Regions from separate parts of the Sminthopsis crassicaudata genome. Here region 1 is linked to region 2. Evidence: chromatin contacts called from public Hi-C data. All regions are on one chromosome and are shown on one strand. Each heading gives the region's core, a stretch centred on a gene start, on an enhancer-like site or on the middle of the called end of the contact. The rest is flanking DNA. Distances are from core to core; before and after follow the strand shown. Region 1 holds the start of CAPZA1 (capping actin protein of muscle Z-line subunit alpha 1). Region 2 holds the start of CTTNBP2NL (CTTNBP2 N-terminal like).

What was found. A called contact is a pair of places that touch in the nucleus more often than the background predicts.
Region 1: a contact with region 2 is called in a Hi-C map of fibroblasts, with 6 times the contacts expected there. The contact joins the promoter of CAPZA1 here to the promoter of CTTNBP2NL in region 2. A contact is called at or near these places in 2 of 2 Hi-C or Micro-C datasets (fibroblasts and hippocampus).

What each region holds. Positions count from the first base shown.
Region 1 is chr4:431,263,589-431,269,290 of ASM4859323v1, reverse strand. CAPZA1 (capping actin protein of muscle Z-line subunit alpha 1) reads right to left here and starts at 1,759. Exons shown (of 10, transcript XM_074263073.1): 1 at 1,612-1,759. The coding sequence starts at 1,650. It overlaps ST7L (suppression of tumorigenicity 7 like), which reads left to right and starts at 2,200. Exons shown (of 16, transcript XM_074263069.1): 1 at 2,200-2,478; 2 at 4,807-4,889. The coding sequence starts at 2,274.
Region 2 is chr4:431,054,813-431,061,179 of ASM4859323v1, reverse strand. It overlaps CTTNBP2NL (CTTNBP2 N-terminal like), which reads right to left and starts at 4,190. Exons shown (of 6, transcript XM_074263068.1): 1 at 4,170-4,190.

The DNA of each region.
Region 1 (5,702 bases), core at 510-3,009, 210 kb before region 2:
CTACAGGGAGAAGAAGAGGGGACCTGGCTGTCTTCAAGTATTTGAAAGATAACTCTTAGATGAGAAATGGCAATAGTTTTGCTTGACCCCAATAAGCAGAGGTGCAATTTGGGGAAATTACAAAGAAGTAAATTTACTCTCCATGTAAGGAAAAATTTCCTAATAATTAAAACTATCCTAAAGTAAATGGGATTGTGGATTCACTATCACCATAGACATTCCAGAACTGGCACGATAAACATTTATTGGTACACTATAGAAGGGATTCTGCTCAAGTATAAGTTGGATTAATTGGCTTCCAACTCATGAGATTGTGATATTTTATCAACTAAATGGCATTAAACATTTGTCAACCCACTTATGTAATAATTCTACACAACAAGCTATTTCTCTGCTTTATGTTCTTATAAATCATTCTCTTAAAAATAATTAACAGATGGTAATCTATATGTATAATATATCCAAAGTCATTTAACAGAATCCAGCAAGTCCAAATCCTTTGATGCACGGAAATTCTATTGTAATTCTTACTTCAAAACGTTAAGTTGGCCATTGTTTGGGGACTGGAAAAATTCTAATTAATGACTTGTACTTCAAAATAAGTGAACGATTTAGGTCTTCCAGCATCAAATCAACTTCTATTCCTGAAAAGCATGTGGGAGTCCGTCCGTGAAACCCAACCTAAAAAAGCTGCGGACCCTAAATCGGGAAAACTGGACCAGCCTGGAAGCTCTCCCCCCACCCCGCCAGTCTGCCGGCCTCACAGTCTAGTAAATTTCTCTACGATTTCCCAAACGGTTCTCGAAGCTCATTTCAGCAGCCGAGCCAGAGGGAGGGGCTCCGGATACAGGGCACCGGCCCAGTCCAAACAGACCCTTGCTGCCGGCTCTGCGACCCAGCCCGAAGAGCCCTACGGGAGATGCTCGGGAGCCAGGTCCGGAGCCAGCTCCCAGAGGGCAGAGCCCGACTCCCGGTGGGGAGCAAGGGGGAGAGCAGAGGCCGACCGGGGCTCCCTGAGGGCAGGCACCCGCAGCCTCGCCCAGTCGAGGTGGAGTCCGGACAGTCTCAGTCCTTCCAGAGAAAGGAGGGGCGGAAAAAAAGAAAAATAAATAAATAAAAGGAGGCCACCCAGACCAGGAAGTGACTCGCCCTGCCACAGTCCCTGTCACGCCTGTAACTTGGGGAGTAGAGTGGGGTCATGGGGAGAGGAGAAAACGAGAAAGGGGGTGGGGGAAGAGAGAAGTGTCATGTCGCGACAAGTCGCGACTTGTTCCCTCCCCCCCATTTTAAAAAGAAGCTCACGGATAGTATTCAGCAGGGAGACCCACGGCTCTCTGGAGGCTGCGGATACGTGGCCCCGGGGAGGGGCAGAGGTTCGGACCCGACGGGAGGAATGAGGAACTGGGGCCACTGGGAGGCGGCTGGAAACCCTCTGGGGAGAAGTCGGACAAGGTGCGCGCCCCAAGTGCCGCACGCCCCAAGGGCCCTGCCCAGCGCAGGCCTTTTTTCCTGGGGGCTCCCCTCAAGGCCCCAATCCAGCCGGGCCGAACCCCTATCCTAGCGAGTCGCCGGGGGAAAGTGGGGGGAGGCGAAGGGCGGTCCGGTCCCTACCTTCTCCTCATCCGACACCCGATCCTCGAAGTCGGCCATCTTGGGCTGCTCTGGCCCAGCCCGGAGGCTCGCGCGAAGCAGGCCGGGAAGGAAGCGGGATGACTGAACCCGAGGCGGGGGGTGGGGAAAGCTCCCGGAAACCCAGTCCGCCGCTGCGCCATGTCCGCTAAGGGCACTGAACGGAAGAGGCTCGGAAGGCCATGCTTGTTTCGGGAGGTTCTCTAGCCATTCATTTTCTCGCCCTTGCACTGACTACCATGATGGGCCTTGGCCCTTCTCATAACGGTGCAGAGGCTGGGAGCGCCGGGTAGCAGTGATTGCTCCCGCTGTGCCCAGAGTATGGCTTAATTCCCCGACTCTTAGGAACCGTTAGGGGAGGAGTGGGGGAGGGGAGCGACCATGGGGATTCAGCCTCGGCACAGCCTCGAGTAATGATAACCAACTCTCCAGAATGGACTATGATTCCAGTCCCGTCCGAGAACAGTTCTTCCCCCCAGCCCCTCCCCGAGGATCCGGGGCCGGAAGGGAGGGCATATTTCGTCTTTCCCGGGTTTTCTAAGGTGCCTCATCATGGTCCGAACTGCCTTCAGGTCCGCCGCTATCCCAGGATTCCCGCCGCCGCCTCCGCCTCCTCCCGGCAGAGCGTCCGCGGGACCTGCAAGATGGCGGACGGCGGCGGCGGTGCGGCGGCAGCCTCGACGGCGCCCACTCCTCCCCCTCCCGAGGGCCGGGGCTCGTGCGCGGGCTGGGCCCAGCGCTTGCGGGCCGGGCTAGCAGGGGCCGGCGTCTCGCTGTGGGTCGTGGCCGGCCTGGGGCTGCTCTACGCTTTAAGGGTGCCCCTGAGGCTGTGTGAGAACCTGGCGGCGGGTGAGAGGCCGCGGCCCAGAGGCGGGGGCCCGGGGAGGAGGGCGGGCGCGGGGCCCCTAGGTCCCGGGACGTGGGCGGGGAGGAAAAGGGGAGGGGGAGGGGGGGGGAGAAGCGTTCCCTTCCTTTCTTCTTTTCTCCAGCTGTTTGTCCTACGTGAGCTGGAGCTCAGCCGCGCCGGTTCCTCTTCTGAGAGTGGAGCTCTGGAGAGGCGCTTACCCTTAATTACCGACCTTCCCCCCCTCCCCCGCCCCAAGCCCTTTAACCCCGGTAGCGGAGGGCTGGGCTTGCTCTGGCCTCCCCTCAGGACCCGCCACCCCATTTCACAGAGTGGGACGCTGGGAGATCTCGCAGTCCCGGGCATCAATGCCGGTTGGACAGAAACTTTACTGTATTGGTATTCTTTGACTTTTACATCCCCAACACCTTGCTCGTAGCGTCCGCTTAATAAAGAACTGTTCCAAAAGAATCTTTTACCCGTTTTAAAGCCTAAATTTAAGTTTAAAACTTTGGGTACAAATGATTGCATTGCATCTATAGCTAGATGTTCTGTTCTCTTAAACATTATTATTATTATTTTTTTTAATAATCAGCAAAAATCTCATTTTTTCTTCCTCTCCTGGTTGGGATAGGGCTCGAAACGATGAGATTTACTAAGCCAGAAATGTCAGACTGGCCGCACTCCCCTGCGTCCGGACAGATTAAGATACTGGGATATTTAATCAAGTCGATAAAAACACAATAAAGAATCATAACGCCGCGTTTTAGGATCTTCATGGATTAGGATCCCCTCTCCCCCCCTTTTTGAGTTTGATTCCACGGCCACAAAAAATTGTCCATAAGTCCATTCGGTAGATAGACCATGAGCATCCTTCCCTGGGCTTGCAGAGAGAGAAGCGGGTTCGGACACTTCCGCCTCAGTGACTTTGAAGGCTGGTTCATTTCTCTGCCTCATTTTCTCATGCACACCAGCGTGGGCCTTCATGCTCGCTTTGGAAGGAGCTGTTTTGAGAGGCAGCGGGCCGCCTATGAAACCCCGCCCAAGGCATTCTCCTAGGAGCTCTCCGAAACTGACAAGCTGCTGAGAGAATTTCACCGCCAGGGCTTCCTAGCATTAAATCCGAAACTGTGGCCATACAAAGAAGAGGGATGTTCCTTTTGCCTTTATAGATAGGGTATAATTTATAATAAAGCATAAATTGTAATAAAAGTAGAATATGAAAGTAAAATGAAAAGAAGATAATGGTGAAGATCAAGTAGCGGGCACTGGGTCTGGGTTGAGGTGGAGGAGGTGGGACAGCACACAGAACATTAGAAACAAGGCTGCCCCTGAGGAGCCTGGCCCTTCTCACCGCGGTGAAGCACGAAGTGGAAAATAGAATGTTCCTTTTCCTGAGGGTCCTGCCCAATCTTTATTACTACTTATCCTGGGCAGTTCAACCACAATGAGTCTAGCAAACCTTGTTCTGAAATGCAGCCAAAACATGAAAAAAGTCACTTCTCTTATCTGTTCCTTTTGCTGCACTCATCACTCAGTGTTTGCAGTATTCGCTGAGGACAAATTTCCATCCCTCTTTTTATCTATCCATCCTCCATTTTACGTATTATAATTGATTTTTAATTTTTCAAAATTTCCTTAAAATTTAGAGTAAGAAAAGCAGTTTCCTGGTGTAAATATTTATTTAGGACAGAACCAATGGCCAAAATCATCCTCAGAGCTCTTTCTGTTACATCTATTATTGAGTTGTTTTGATTCTCTAAATAGTATCCCAAAAAGACTTGCTCAGGATGAATGGTTTCTGATTCATGCCCTCCCATTTTCTAGCAAATTTCTTTTGAAAAAATAAATCCTTAGCTGTGTGACCCTGGGCAAGTCACTTAACTCCAGCCTCAGGAAAAAAAAAAAAAAAAAGAAAGAAAAAATAAATCTTTACCTGGACAAAACAAGTAAGAAGTGACGTGGTGTCTTCGGTAAAGCCTTGAGAGAAGTTTGGTTAGCTCTCCATCCACTTAGAAAAGTAAATATAATTGGATATGACTAAGAGGTTATTCCTTTCCTTCACAAAAGCAAGGCTTTACTGATTTTGTAATGCTTCTTGGAATTTCACAGATTAGTAACATAAAATTCTAAGAAGATTATCTTTTAATTCTGCATAAGAAGTAATAACAATGGAAGTTGTTGGCTTCAAGTAATCTTTTTGGGATTTGCAGTTTTTAAATGAGATTTATCTGCATCATTGACTCCTTCTTATATATATTTGCTTTCATCCTAATTAAATATCTCAGAAATTGATTTTTTTTTTTCACTTGAACATTATTTTCTCATTGCAGTGACAACATTTTTAAATTCTTTGACTCCAAAATTCTATGTGGCACTAACAGGGACGTCATCTCTAATATCTGGACTTATATTTGTAAGTAGTTTATATATTTTTTTCATTCATGTTGTGGATTCATTAGTGTAAATCTTGAAAAACGGATGATTGGGAAGTAAATTGTGAATGTAAATAAATATCTGAAGAAGTACAAGGATAGCATGCTTATGTTAGTGAACTCTTCGTTCTTACTTCTCCTCTCTAGGTGGTGCTCTCCAGCTGTAATAGAAATAGTAGTGCTTGTTTAGCTGTAACAAATGCTTGATAGTAACTTCAGTGTGTACTGACCATTGAATTAAAGTGAAAAACTAGTCATAAGAAATGGATTACTTTTGATTTATTTTTGTGCTTTTTTTTTTTTTTTTATTATTTAAGGAATCCAGGGTGAAAGCTAAGTATGAATTATAAGCCTCAAAATGAAATTATTTGTAAGTCTTATTCATAGCTTAACATTCTAGGCAAGCATAAAATATATCTAAAGGTTGTACCTGAAACCAATGGGTTTTTAATATGCAAAAGAAAGAAATTTAAATAAACTTTCCATGATAGCTTTAAATAAAAACATGGTCTTATTCAGAATTAAACTTATTTTCTTCTATTCTAGCTATGTATGAAATACAGTTAAAGGTTGTTCCCAAAATTAGTGGGTTTTTATACATGAAAAAGTCAAGTAAGGTTTCTATAGTATCTTTAACTTTCATTCTACATTTTTAAAATTAGTATTCAATATATGATAATGTATTTAATTTCTTGTATTTATATATTTTGAGTTAGGTTATGAAAAAATATAATACCATTGTAGTATTACTACACTGATAATTGCTACACTGGGAGTAATTAAAGAGCAGTAGG
Region 2 (6,367 bases), core at 2,941-5,440:
AGTTTGGAAAGAGGAACTTGACTGAAGACAACCTTTTTTTTAAGCGAAAACACTATCAGACTGTATTTCCTTTAGATCCAGCAGAAAAAGAAAGGACTTGAATTTACTGAAGCTACAAGTGGCTTACCAAATGTAGTTTAGTCAAGCCAGAATGCTCTGGTTAAAAACCAAAGAAGCAGATTCCACAGAACCTAGTTATACAACCAAGATGTAGGGGTTTGGGAGATGCAGGTGGGAGAGAAGGAATATGAATAGCAAGATGAGATTCCTTCTTCCATAATGGAGAATAATTCAAAAAAGAAAGAACTCCAAAAGACAAAAACCCTCCAAACTCTAATTACAACAAACAAACAAACTTATTAAAGCCGGGATCAAATGTCTTAACAGTGGATCCCCTTTTCAGGTCCTTATGTGATTTAGTAGATAAGAATACATACAAATGTTGCTTGTAGTTTCTCTCTCCCCTTAACTATCTTGGCTTATACTCATTGATATATGTAAAAAAGCAAGTTCATCATTTCCTTACTAGTTTTTAACTCTTATTTTTTTCTAAATGTCTAAAGATAAAGGCTGGAATAGTTATAGTTAATCCTTCCATTATCTAGCTTTAAAATTCATAGGCAAACTGACAAATAAGCCATTTTTAAACTGAGATGCTTTGAACTGGAATCTATCCAGTCAGCATCAAATCTTCAGGAAACAGGAACAAATGTGTTTTAAAAACAGGCTGACAAGTCATTTCTGGGGTCAGCTTCCACAGAAAAGTCTACTTTCCTTTAGAAATAAATTTGTGTTCCTTGTCTCATACTATATGTTCACCAACCAGTTTACTGGCAATACCCAGAAGTATCACTCTGTTCCACTCTGAAAAGCCAAGATTTTACACAGAATGAATTCCAATTTTGCTCTGCAAATTAATTGGCAGTACCACAAATTTGATTCAGCCAACACACAAGCTCATTGTTAGCTGAGCATGTCAGAACTTCTGTGATCAGCTTGTGTGAACTAGAGTCTATTCTACTCAGAAATTCAACCGCTGTTCTATGAATACCCTTCAAGCACATTTGAAGATGCATTAACAAGAAATAAAGGATGAAAAGAAACTACAGAAACCTAAAAGCAAAATATCCAAGAAACATTCTTAAGTAATGAAATAAGCCAAGATACTCAAAGTCTGAAATACTTTTCTAAACTCATAATCGCATCAGATTCTCAGAAAAGTGAAAGGAAACCCTGAAATGATTAGCAATGGTTTTATTTTTAAGTTCTTCCCAGGTTCTGAGATATAATTACATTTACAGAGACAACACATACAGAGACATTGAGACAGAAATACATACATAGAGAAAACAGACACTTTGACAAACTAAAAATGTTTTTGTGGATATCTCAATCACCAGTGGTGATTAAGACCAACAAGTTCCTTCAGGCAGACCAGATAAGGAAAGTAAAAGTAAATGTTGGTTAATGGGAGGAGTGAGTTGTTAATAGTATCATGATAGGCCTGGTTTTATCAGAGTTATTTTTGTAGGTCTACACCAAGGTAATAGCTTCACAATCTTGCTCTGAGATTAACAAAATCAAACTGGTGCTGTAATGATGACCAAAACATATGAAAGGCCAGTTTAATTTACTTTGTTCAAATAAGATAGCATAGAGAGAAGATGGGGGTTGGCAATTAATTTCTTTGGATACATTTAAGTTAACTTTATATTCTGTACTCCATCTTAACCATTCCCTTATAGTTTTTGTAGTTGGCTGAGGAGGCCATGGGTTAATATCTCCACATAGATAGTATATAACCCTCCAAGTGCTTCCAATCAGTCTCAATTCTTTTTGGTCTTCCAGGAAATAACCTTTAAAAAGATCTCAGTTGAAGGAAGAATGGATTCAGATTTACAATTCACAAATCATTACCCTTGGGGACTTAGAGATACACTTTGTAACTAGAATTGCCTTTCTTAGTTATCTCCAAAACTTTGAACTGTAGGCTGTGTAACCCAGAGGGAGTCACTTAACTGCTCTGTATGTTTTTTCATCTGAAAATGGGCATAATATAGCACCTACAGGACCAATTTGCAGTGAGGGTCAAAAGGTAACACCTGTAAAGTGTTTTGCCAAGCTTTAGGTGCCATAGAATTGCTTGCTATTGTTAATTATTGTTCAGTTGTGCCCTCCTCTTTGTGACCCCATTCAGGGTTTTCTTGGCAAAGATACTGGAGTAGTTTGACATTTTCTTTTCTAGCTCATTTTACAGATGAAGAAACTGAGGCAAATGGGGCTAGTATGTGAGGCCACATTTGAATTCAGATCTTCATGATTTTAAACTTGGCACTCAATCCATTTCCACACATAGCTGCATTATTAACATCTAGTAGGCACTTAACAGTGCTTATCAACTTGGAAGTAAAAGCAATAGTTAGTATCTCCTTAGAACGTACACTCTTGATGACTCTAATTCTAAGCATTTTGTCACAATGAACACCACTCCAATACTACATCAACATGAAGGATGATTTAATGAGAATAAAGGAAGTAATATTAAAACATATGAAGAATTTTTATACATGCAAAGTATTACACCACTGGACATCTATTGTCAATTCAATGGCACTCATGCTAATTCGAATACAGTGAATGGAGAACATTGGACTAGTAGTGAAAAGGCCTGAAATTGAGTCATGTAAGCTATATTCTATTATAGAGAGGTCACTGAAGCACACAGGAAAACGAGGGGATCAAACGAGGAAATCTCTAAGGATCCTCCCATAGCTCATATGCAAGGAAATAAGGGCTAGCAAGTGAATTTGAATTTAAAGTCTAAAAGACCTTAATTCGGAAAATCCTTTGGCAAATAAATACTAGCTCAGTGATTTTAAGTAAATCACTTCATCACTGTCTACCCCTCAGTTTCCTCAAATGTAAGAAGGGAATAATCATAGCACTTCCCTTCCAGATCTTCGTGAGGAATAAAAGATATCTGTAAATTGTTTAGCACGGGGCTTGCTGGCATAGAGTACCCGCTTAATAAATACGCGCTTGCTTCCTTACACGAGGAATATCCTCCAGCTTAGTTACAGCTGGGGCCCACGCAGTTTTACCTTAGTCAACTACTTTGCCTTCTCCATTCTGCAGAAAATACTATTCCTGCAAAGCCAAAACTGCAAGTAGTTTTACCTACGGATATTTTAAACTATAGCAAAGACCTCCAGCACCTTAAGGTGGGTGTGGATCGAGAAGAAAGGAACGAAAGGCCATTAAACCAGATTAATCATAAACCCACCGCCCAGGGGACCCGGGCTTTCCTTCAAACACTTCCTGCCTTTTGTTTCAAGATTTACACCTTTCAAGGTTATTCAAGTCTCCCACAGCAACCAGCCAAGCAGCGGCCACTAGACTAATGTCCTTATTTACATTTCTATGGCGCGCCCACCCGAAGGATCCTAACTTATTCATCGCCTGTTTATAAGCTACACACTCGTCAAGTTCTCCCATTAGCCAACTTCGGCAGCCGTCCGGCTCCCAGTAACGGGGGGCAGAACCTCGAGCTCCCCGGGGAATGCGAGCGGAGAGCAGGGCTCCCGGGCTCCCCAAACGGGAGAATGGCGCGGAAGCTGGGGGACTGCGGCTGCCAGCAGCCGGATGGGCTCCTCCACGTCCAGCCTCGCAGCTCAGAGAAGGGGGGAGACCAGAAGACGTCCGGGGCTGACCGGGGGAGGCGCTGGGAACGGGCTGGGACCGGCCCCGAGGCCCTTTTCAGTTAGGGATGCTGGGGGGGTGCGCGTACCAGCCGGAATGGGGAGGGGGCGCCGAGAGAAGCGCTGGCAATAAAACCCGAGCCCCCCGGCGCAGTCCCAGCGAGATGGGGCAGGTGGCGGGGAGGGAGGGGGAGCTGTCGAGGCCGGAGGGGGCGAGGGGCGGGGACGCGGGGAGCCCCTCTCCACCCGGGAGGCACGGAGGGGAGGGGTCCCCGAGGGGTGGGTGGGGCGCGGGGAAGGGGTCTGCGGCCCAGCCCGAGTTGGGGCGGGACCCGGGATCCCCTCAAAGGTTGGGGCGCCGCCTCCTCCGGGAATAGGGGGCGCGGGCAGCGGAGGAGGAAGAGGGGGCCCCGCCCCCTCGGGGAATAGGGTGCTGGGGACCTCGGGGGAGGTCGGCAGTCCCGCCCTCACCTTTCTCTCGAGACCCCGGTCTCCCCGTAAACGGCCCCAGAGTGCCCGGCCCGGCCGCTCCTACCTTTTCCCGGCGCTCCGGGCTCCGCTCCCCGCCGCCGCCTCCGCCTCCCGCTCCCCATCCACAGTCTCGAGCCTCTTCTCCTCCTCCCCCGCCGGGTCCGTGCCCTGACAGCTTTCCGAGCCAATTGTCACTTCAGCCCCGCGGCTCCCTGGCCAATCAGCGCCGCAGGAAGGCGGGGCTTCTCCAATGTCATTCAGGCTCCTCCCGGGGCCCCAAGATCCCTTTTGTTTGGGGAGAGCCGGGCTGGGATTGAGCTCGCGTCACTTCCGGCGGGAAGAGCCCTCCTCCCAGTCTGGCGCGCGGGTTCGCTCTCGCGCCCGGATCTTCCCGGCTCTTCTGTTGCTGGCCCGCTGGCCGGCTCGGCGTGTGCGCCTCGGTCCGGTCCTCGGCGCTGGGCACCTCTCTGCGCTCGGTCCTGGGACCGGGCACCGGGCTCGTCGTTTTGCCCGCATTGTCTGGTCTATGTATTCCATCGCCTCGGTCACCGATATTCGGTGTAACCTCACCCGAGCGCTCCCCCTCCTTGTCCTGGGCGTCCCCTAAACGGCGGGGCGCGGACCTGCGGAGCCCCGGTGCTCCCGACCCGGACCGCCTGCTATAACCCGTCTCCGCCCGAGCGGAGGGGAGAGGGAACCCAGGGCGCTGCGGATGCTCTTCCAGCCGCCTTCCGCCGCCAGTAAAACGCACCTCCCTGGAAAGCAAACAGATGGTTTTTGGTTTTTGGGGGGAGGTACCGCTCAGGGCTCACATACAGTCAATAGGAGGCACCGGTCAGATGCCAGCCTTGGGCCGGGCACCGCGTCAGACATTGAAAGACAATCCTGCTCTTGGGCCCAAGATCTAACGCGAGGGCGAGGCGCAGACCACTCGAACATGCACACTTGTATGTCCACACACACGTATACAGAACACGTGTGATCACGTTTCATCCGTTATATGTTGGGGAAATAAATGAACAATATCCTGGGGAAACTGCTCGGCTTCCACAGTCCTGACTTTAAAGACATCCCCGTGAGTGACACGACTAATGACAAGACTGGATGATCTCTCCTGGGTCGTGACCAGACCCAAAATTAAAAGGAATTTTAGCTGAGTGCAGACAGTCCTTTTGTCCAGATAGCCGAGGCTGGGGGCGGCCTGAGCCTGGAGACAGCTTCCCTGTGCAGCCGCTCCCGGAACACTACTCTCTGAGGAGGAATCTTCATCTTGAGCCCTCCATCATTGCCTGAGAGACAGTCAAATGATCTTTTTCTCAATTAGTAACCCCAGAGGCCTTATTAGTAAAATGATCAAATCTCCCAGAAACTATGTCGCTAGAACCTTTCTAGTCATCCCAATATGGAACTCCATCACGTGGGTGCAAAATGCTAACAAGATATATGTACAGGTCACATGTATGAATACGCATGTGTGTATGTACATATGATATGATGAATAGGAATTAACCAATAGAGGGAAGATGTTAGAATGAAGAGGGATTGGGAAAGGTTTCCTGCAGAAGGTGGCATTTCAGCCAGAGTTTGAAAGATGCCAGGGAAGCCAGGAGGCAGAAATGAAGAGGGAGAACTTTTGGGCATGGGGGCAGCTAGTGAAAATACTGAGTTAAGAGACTGAGTGTCTTTTGGAAGAATAAGAGAACAGTCACTGGAAAGGAAAGTACAAAGAGGAGTTACAAGTTGTAAGATTGGAAGGGTGTGTTTGTATATATGTGGGGGGGAGGGGGATGTAGGTTAAAAGGGTTTTGAATGCCAGACAGAAGATTTTGAATTTGATCCTACGGGTGATAGAAAACCACTGTAGTTAACTGAGTAGGTGAATGACATGATTAGAGTTGTATTTAAAATAAATTTTTTTTTAATTATAGCTTTTTATAGATAAAACATATGCATGGGTAATTTTTCAGCATTGACCCTTGCAAAAACTTCTGTTCCGACTTTTCCCCTCCTTCCCCCTACCTCCCCCCCCTAGATGGCAGGTAGTCCCATACATGTTAAATATGTGAAATGCAATATATGTATACATAGTTATACAGTTATCTTGTTACACAAGAAAAACCAGATTTAGAAAGATGGTAAAAATAACCTGGGAAGAAAAACAAAAATGCAAGCAAACAATAACAGAAAGAATGCAAATG